2 separate regions of the Gossypium hirsutum genome follow, and region 1 is linked to region 2. A link is a contact called in public Hi-C data. All regions are on one chromosome and are shown on one strand. Each heading gives the region's core, a stretch centred on a gene start, on an enhancer-like site or on the middle of the called end of the contact. The rest is flanking DNA. Distances are from core to core; before and after follow the strand shown. Region 1 holds the start of LOC107915116 (methylenetetrahydrofolate reductase 2). Region 2 has its middle 43 kb from the start of LOC107915118.

Region 1 (4,847 bases), core at 1,431-3,930, 77 kb before region 2:
CTGGGATTATTTTAATTTCTCTCCTGCTACTCGTGTTGGCCTTGACTGAACTTCTTTGCAGTGATCTTGTCTTTTTTTTTGTATGTGTGGTTGTGTGTGTATGCATTGTATCTTCATCCTGTTTCGCTGAATTTCATTGATCTTGTATGTTCTTTGTAGGTATATTATGGATATATTTGTGAGGTTGATTTACATGTTAAACCCATTCAGCTATAATCTAATAGGATTTGTTTTTGGGATTTGCAATGTGTTGTTTTGGTTTTCTTGCTACTAACATGACATATGTTTATGTTTGTTCTTCTTGTTGGTGGTGCTGTGAAAAAAAAAATGATACAGTAACATATTATGGCATTTTCTAGCAAACTTGGAAGCCTTCTGAGGTTAAATGGGCAAATCCCAGCTACATCCATGCTTAGCTCTATTCGCTGCATGTCCACATCAACCAAAAAGCTTTTTATTGGAGGTATTGACACATTGGATTCTTGGCTGAAGATTTGATGCAGATATAATTTATATTGTGTATTTGACTTGAATCTATGCTTCTTAGGCCTTTCATATGGAACTGATGATCAAACTCTCAAGGAAGCATTTTCGGGGTTTGGTGATGTGACAGAAGGTGAGTTGTATCACTAATGCTGATGATATTATGTTTTTGGTTTTTTTGTAAGTTTGACTATTGTAGTCTAGTATATAAATAGTAGCTTCATTTTCTTGTCAAGCAGATGAATGGGGTTCTTTTGTTCTATCTTTTCCCTCGGGCATGGGTTACTTGTAACAGCGCACAAAGTGTGACTAGGAATTTTAATGTGTTTCTTAGGTGTTTGCTGTTGTTCATTTATTGTGTGTTTTGGATGCATAACGCATAGTTTGGCATGTCTAGGCTCTATTCATACGTGTTGTCCATTCTCGAAATGCTTACTAGTTTATCTCTAGAGATTTCTCATGGCAGAAGTTGAATAATGATGACTGCTGGTGAGCATGTAGTATTGTGTTTTAATTGAAAACTATAACCAGGTTGCTTGTCTACTTGGTTAATGATTTGGCCAGTGAACTCTGCGTTTTTTTAATGTCGTTTATGAATGATGGTATCTATTACAGATTAATAACGCCTGCTTCTATTCACGTTCTCATTCTCTGATTTATGTTGGTCAGCTAAGATTATCATCGATAGAGACACAGGGAGGTCTAGGGGTTTCGGTTTTGTAAACTTTGCTGATGATGAATCTGCCAGCAATGCCTTGTCAGCCATGGATGGTCAGGTGAGGGAAAAAAGACATTGGTATATGGAACATGTTTCTGGTGAATCTGGTATTTGATTATTTTGTGGTACTGAAATTACAGGAACTCAATGGCCAAATATTCGAGTAAGTTATGCCAATGAAAGACCTAGTGGCGGCCCTCGAGCTTATGGTGGTAATGGTGGTTTCCGTGGTAGTGATAGTTTCGGTAGGGATGCTGGTTACTAGGTTCTCGCATCAAAATCTTTCCATAATCATGTTCCTAGAGCTAGTAGATTTGATGATACAGTTATTTATATTCGAATTATATGCTAAAAACTTATGCAACTAGTTTTCTCTAGTTAGAGGTTGATTAATTAATTGTGATTTTTTCCTTGAGTTATCAAGGTTTTTTTTAATTAATAACTTTTTATTTATAAAATCAATTAAATATTGCCAAAATATTTTTAGTAAATATAATTTTCATGTGTAATATTTTTTTTCAATCTATATCATGAGTGTAGTAAATTTTAGTATTATATATTTTTGTATTTGTATTTGAAATATTTCATAAATAAACATAGTGATGTTTGAAAAAATTATTTTATAATATTAGAAATTAACCTTCCCACATTATAGGAGGAAGAAACAAATATTTTTGATATATAAATATTATATGTATAAAAAATATATCAAAAAAATTAGTTGATGTTTTTTACAAAATAAAATATATTTAACATTTTGATAAAATATCAAATTTATAAAAAAAATACTTTTATTATACAATTGGTAATAATTATTTAATTTTATAAATAAAAAAATATTAATTTAAAAAATAAATTAAAATAAAAATTTGAAAATAATATTAATTAAAAATATTAAATAAAAAATTTAAAACGATATAAAATAAAAAATACAAATGTGAATCAAATCTAAAATCACTATTAATTAATTATTTAACCAAAAAAAAGCTTGAGGAAGAAAATATTAAAAACAAAATCACCAAAAGAAGTGATGTGTTAAAAAGTTAAAAATGCATTCTACAAAATACGTTTCAGTTCTCTCCACAAAATCAATCTATTTTCTTAAAAATGGTATTTATTTTTATTAAAATCGGCCATAAAAAGAGTAAGGAAAAAGGTCAAAAGCTGATTCAGTGTACGAACTAAAAAGAGGGATGAAACTAAAACAATAAAATAATAGTGAGTTTTGGTAAGAAAAGGAAAATACAACCGCCAATTTTGTGATTCATTTCAAGCTGACGCCACCAACATGTCGGCATCGCTGTTTGTGGTTGGTAAGCAATATATACGACAACCGTATTTGTATCTTATGGTCTAATTTCCTCTCACTCCCTCTACTTTTTTAAATTTAAAAAATTTAATCTCCCATTTAGAAATCAAAGTTGACTTGATAACACTTTAGTTAAATCTGAATTGATTATATATTTTCAAATTAAAGAGATTGGTTTTGCTAAATTAAAAAAAAGTGCAAAAGGGCAGGGGCATAAGAATTAAACCGTATGGTATTGACCTTTAATGGGTAAATACTGAATTGAGAGTGGGATAAGGCCATTGGGTTGTTGAGTGGGCAACAACGTCATTTCAAAAGACACCAACCCCCATCCGTTCCCTTCCTCTCTCAAATACAAATACTCCCATTGCAATGCCTCCACCTCCCATCTCTCTCTTAACCAACCACAAACCCATTTGTGAGTCTCTTTTTCCTATTTTTCTGGGATATTTTTGTGTTTCCATGAATTTGGGACAATGTACTACTACAAATGTTAGATTTGGACTTTCAGTCTTTGTTTAGTGCCTTGTTGATTCTTCACAATGTATTTCTTAACAGTAGCCGCTTAAATTTTAGCTCATCTGATCTATGACTTTTAGTTTATCATTCATGCTTTATCCTATACGATTTACTTAGAAAGGATTGATTTCAAGATTGCCCATTTTTATCTTCTTCTATGATGTTCAAATTGATCGTTTTTGCTCTGAACCATCGGTTATTCTTTTAGATTCAGATTCGGTCTTGGGTTTGTTTTGTTGCGACTTCCTGTTGTTCTTTTCTTGTTTTATCTCTCCAAACACCTCAGTTTCATATTGAATTCTTGCAGAAGTTGGTGTTGGTGACACCGAGAGTTCAAGATCCAATTAAAGATGAAGGTGATAGAGAAGATCCAATCTTTGCAAGAAGGGAAAGTGGTGTTTTCCTTTGAGTTCTTCCCTCCAAAGACTGAGGATGGAGTAGACAACCTATTCGAGAGAATGGATCGTATGGTTGCTCATAACCCGTCCTTCTGTGACATTACATGGGGTGCAGGTGGTTCCACTGCTGATCTCACCCTCGACATTGCTAACAAGATGCAGAATATCATCTGTGTGGAGACGATGATGCACCTCACTTGCACCAATATGCCCGTAGAGAAGATTGACCATGCTCTTCAGACCATCAAGTCCAACGGTATTCAGAATGTTCTCGCCCTCCGAGGTGATCCCCCTCACGGCCAGGATAAGTTTGTCCAGGTCGAAGGCGGCTTCTCCTGTGCCCTTGATCTGGTAAAGCCATTGCTCATTCTGCCCTGTTTTTATTTCTTAATGTACATATGTTACTAACTTTTAATTCCTATTCTAGGTGAAACATATCAGATCTAAATATGGTGACTACTTTGGCATCACAGTTGCCGGTTATCCAGGTGCTTTTCATAGACATATATACATATATAAGAGGCTTGTTCATGTGGCTTTTGATTAATAGTTTGCTTTCTTTGCTCAGAGGCACATCCCGATGCCATAGGAAATGACGGTGTAGCCACACCTGAAGCTTATCAGAATGAACTTGCCTACTTAAAGAGAAAGGTTTTACTCTTTAACTCATTGCTTGATTTGAAAATATTGTCTTAATTCTAATTTATATTGGTTAATTTTCATGCTAAAATCTTCTTTACTACATAGGTTGATGCAGGAGCTGATCTGATTGTTACTCAACTGTTTTATGATACCGATATCTTTCTCAAATTTGTCAATGACTGTCGCCAAATTGGAATTAATTGTCCTATCGTGCCGGGTATTATGCCCATTAATAACTACAAGGGTTTCTTGCGAATGACTGGCTTTTGCAAAACTAAGGTATGCGGTATAACATGATATTTTTGAGCATTAAATAGTATCAATTTGGTAAAATTTATTCAAATGGTGCATGTACTAGTGGGATGTTTTTGCATGAAGGAAATGAAAGCAGCATCATTCTTCTCAAAAGGCTAAAAGATACAAGGTTCTGAAGGCCTCTAATTTGGAAGGGCATCCCACGTCATTGCAATGCACTCTTTGCTTGTTTTTTCTTGGCAACTAATTATTACATCCGCTTATAAAGAGTGGCCACAAAAGCTATTTTTGGTGGCAATTTCTGTTAACATTTTAAAAATGTAACACCTGCATGGCTCATTGTAGATACCAGCTGAGATTACTGCTGCCTTAGAGGCTATCAAGGACAACGAAGAAGCTGTCAAAGCCTATGGAGTTCACCTTGGAACAGAAATGTGCCGCAAGATTTTAGCTCATGGGGTTAAGACATTGCACCTTTATACATTAAACATGGAGAAATCTGCATTAGCTATCCTAATGGTTG
Region 2 (4,272 bases), core at 1,133-3,632:
AGGAATGACTTGATTCTAATTTGCAAAACCGTTGTAATTTTGTCATAAGTAATGTCGATTGTTGTACTTCTTTGGCGTAGTTGCTTGGAGGATTTGGAAGAATATAAATATATGTATCTTTTAGAGTGTGTGTGGAGTTCAGAGGAAATTGTCAAAGGTGCGTAAACAATATATTTCTATTTGTAAGAGAGGAGGTTTTGTAGGGCAAATATTGAGGGTGGAGATGGTGGAAACATAAAGTTGGATTCATACAAGATCTGACAGAGCTATTAAGATTAACATAGGATGCGGTGTTGCAGGAGAAGTTTTGAGAGATCATAATGGGAAATGGATCCTTGGGTTTAATCGCAGATTAGGGAAATGTTTTATATTCGAAGTTGAATTGTGGGGTATTCTCGATGTGTGACGTTTGTGCAAAAAAGACAACACGATAAAGTATTGGTGCAAACAAACAACATGGAAGTTATTAGGGCTATCAAGAATCTTTGTCGAAGTGGTCAAATTCAGCAATAATCAAATGTATAACTCACTTCTTGCAAAATGAAAAGAACCGATCAATTGAATATGTCCCTAGAGAAGAAAATGTTGAAGTTGATTGTATCGCTAAGTTGGCGTTTGGCAGGGAGAAAGGTTTATAGTTATATGTAGCTTCTCCTTTTGACGTTTTCTAGCTTATTGTAAGGTTTCCTATTCTATTTACCAAAAACAGATACATTGTAGATAAATGGTAATAATGATAAACAAGTGTTAACCCTATTCTATTATTGATTTCAAAAGACACAATATTAATATAAAAAACATATCTATACTATATTTTAATAGGCTAATTGAGTTGGTGCTACTCATTAATTGAATTCCAACTCAGTTAGAAAATTACCAAATATTTTTTAATTTTATAAAATAATAAATATTATTTTGAGAATATATTTTTTTTAAATTTTTGATAAATTTAAAAAATTATATACATATAAGTAAAAATAATGAGTATTAAATCTAAAACATCATATAATAATTTGTACTATTTCATCTTTAACATTTCATATAATAAATTCGTTGAATAATTATGGTCACTCAATATTAAAAAGAATTGTGAAACCTAATTTTATTTTGTTATATTATTAAAAAAAAAGGTTAAGTTTGAATTTGACTTAACAAACACAATTTAAGTTTAATTAAATTAAAATTCTAATATTCAATATGAATTGATATAAAATTAGAACTTTTCTCAAAATGAAACTAAATCATTTATAATTACAAATGTTTTATTTACATGCTTTTTGATGATTTAAATGTGTGTTACCGACAAAGACTTTAAGGTTTGGGTTTTATTTTCGACATTTGTTTTAAAATACTCTTAAGGAACACCAATTGTATATAATGTAAACACAGACAAAACTTATCTAAAGATTTGTTCATTTTCCGACATCCATTTCATCTTATACATTTGTTTACTAAAATTAATTACATTTGTCTTTATTCAATGTATAGTAAAAGCTGATTACCATTTTTCCTACAATGCAAGAAACTTGCAGTGTCGGTGGTCACTCGTCCCGATCATGCCTTTTATGAGCTGGGAATATTACTTTCTTAATATATAGGTCCATATTTTTATTTTTTATTATTTTTTAATATTGCATATCGTTTTTATTTTATATAATTCATGTAAATAGTTATTTTAAAGATAATTAAAATATTTTAATAATAAAAGTAATTAAAGTATTTATAAAATATGAAAAATTATATTTAATACAATGTTTGAAAGATGAACATATGATGGATTCTTAAATCTTAATTGTTTAAATCTCCACAAACCAGTACACATAAATTACATATTAATTTTATTTTGAAATTAAAAGTCATTCTATGTATTTTTCTTGTAGAGATAATATTTCAAAAGACCATAGAAAAAAATAAAATTGTAAATATAATAAAAATATATGAAAATAATTATAATTATTCTTGTATTAACAACTTGTTACCCAAAGAAATATTAGGTTATTAAAAGAATAATTATAATTATTTTCATATATTTTTATTATATTTATTTGAAAAAAAATGGAAGCAGAAAATTATATGCAGAGTTAAAATACTTTTTATCATTATTGTATAATGATTAATAATATATGTAAAATGTATGTGATTTATCTAATGTGATGTTATATCAGAATACCTTAAATACAACACACGATATAAATACACAAATATCTTTTTCTTCTTTAAATACAATTATTTTTCTAAGCTGACATGGAATAATTTTGTGAAAAATAAAAGAGATTTTATAAATTTGAAATGATTAAAAGTAGGTGTCCTTACAATAAGGGAAGGGTAGCTTAAATATTCCTTCCGGCCTTCCCCCCTATCATGTCTCTTTATCACATGGGAAACATTATGCACAATGATGCCAAAAACCCATTCTTCCTTTATTTTCTTAATAATAATGTGATAACACATTACTCTTAAAATTCTCCATTTGGGACAAATATAACAGAATTGCATATACATCAAATTTATTCGATTTTTAAATTCAAATTTAAGTTTCTGTATTCACATTCTCTTGTTGATGATTCGGTTACTGTAAATAGTTCTGAGGGTGTACAACAATTTGGGTATTAAATTTATAAAATTAGTGTTTTTGTCCATTAATAAAATATCATGATTAAAAAATCATTACAATAATATTAATGATGAAATTCAAAATTTTTACTATAAAATGAGTGACTAAAGCTATAATTGAAAGTCAAGCAATAGTTTTAACATTCTTGTATCAAGATACAATGACTATGGAGATAAAGCCTATGAGATTTTTAATTAATAACAAAAATTAATTGATTCAATTAAATATTAAATAAATTTGATGACAAATAAATATTAAATGTAATAATATTTAATTTAAGAGAAAATATTTGATACATTGTCAATAAATTTTTTGAAAAGAAGTGAGAAGTGAGCAATAAGTATATAGTAAAATATTAAAAATAAAAAAGTACATAATAATTTTTTAAAAATTGGTTGTGTTCTAACCCTTACTTTAAGGGTATAATCTTCTTTAAAAACGCAATCATTTCTTAATCAAAGATTTATCCCGAGTGACGACACTTCTTCAAATGGATAAGAATGTTAGATCATATCCAATTAGAGGTCGCATTGAATTTTTTTTTTTCCTTTTGGTGCTCATTAAACTATGGACCAGCTTTCACTAAAGTTGAGGAATAGCTCTTGGAACTTTGGGAATCATTTGGCTTCAAAGAAGTACACTTGAAAAATCATTATTCACGTAGAAAAGAGATTTGTTTAAACAAACATTTGATCTTGATTCCAGACTTCCAATTTCTTTTTTGAAAAATTAAGCTTCATGAAAATGATAAGCGAAAAGAAATAAAATAATAATAATAATATAAAAGTTTTATATCTTAAAGTTGAAGGATTGTTATATCTTATGTAGAGAACTATGTATACCTCATAATATATCTTGCGAATCTGACAACGTACTTATAGAGAACTCGACATGTGTTTCTCAATGGAACTAGACATGGTGGGTCTTGAGTTAGTTTGTGAACCTCAGCTTGACGAACTTGGGAGCTGGGCATCTCCGCTAAGATTATATAAGGACTACGTGGAGATTTAGAGTAATTGATTGGCAGTCGTCCTAAAACATCATCCTAGGACTTAGCATCAACGTCACTACTAGGAGTATCAAATCAAACTTCCATATCAGTGACCTCAGAACATGTAGCTAAGTTTGTTCCCCACTATAAAAGGTCCATGCAACAACTTATACACTACGTACTCACTCCTTCAATTCCCAAACTCTTCCACTAACTAACCTCTTTCCTAATCTTCACACTACCTTCCCCGTTCAGCCACCATCTTCCAAATTTTTTTACCTCACTAATTAGCAATTGGTGTGGTGAGTGTGGACAAACATGTCGAACCCAAGTGTTAGGGATCCTCTCAGCATCGAGTTTGATCCCACCCACGACCAAGTTATAGACCCCACTAGTCGTAACACAAGAGGAAATATAGATCAAACCAGAACAACTCAAAACCCAAACCCCATACATGACAACCAAAACACAAACCCTCAAATCAACAAAATCAATACCAAAAAAACCTATACAAATAATTTTACCACTACCCCCATGATAATTTAACCTACAAAATCAACACCATGCCGGAACATCACCTACTGATCAGGGATCCCAACATCACTAGTCCAATAATCAACAATATTTGGACATGCAAAAGAGAATAAGAGTTATGAAGGAACAAATA

What was found. A called contact is a pair of places that touch in the nucleus more often than the background predicts.
Region 1: a contact with region 2 is called in a Hi-C map of anther, with 4 times the contacts expected there. The contact joins the promoter of LOC107915116 here to the enhancer-like site in region 2. A contact is called at or near these places in 19 of 34 Hi-C or Micro-C datasets (anther, callus, fibers and 4 more).

The regions. Positions count from the first base shown.
Region 1 is chrA10:72,044,122-72,048,968 of Gossypium_hirsutum_v2.1, reverse strand. It overlaps LOC107915116 (methylenetetrahydrofolate reductase 2), which reads left to right and starts at 2,680. Exons shown (of 12, transcript XM_016844257.2): 1 at 2,680-2,928; 2 at 3,337-3,778; 3 at 3,855-3,915; 4 at 3,996-4,078; 5 at 4,175-4,348; 6 at 4,670-4,843. The coding sequence starts at 3,380. It also overlaps the pseudogene LOC107915114.
Region 2 is chrA10:71,967,846-71,972,117 of Gossypium_hirsutum_v2.1, reverse strand. No RefSeq gene overlaps it. Among protein-coding and RNA genes, the nearest start is that of LOC107915118, 43 kb to the left of the region's middle. Within about 2 kb of position 2,382, at least 1 of the 9 cell types and tissues checked has an H3K27ac peak or open chromatin away from gene starts, as enhancers often do. A contact at or near this core is called in hypocotyl, where this site is marked.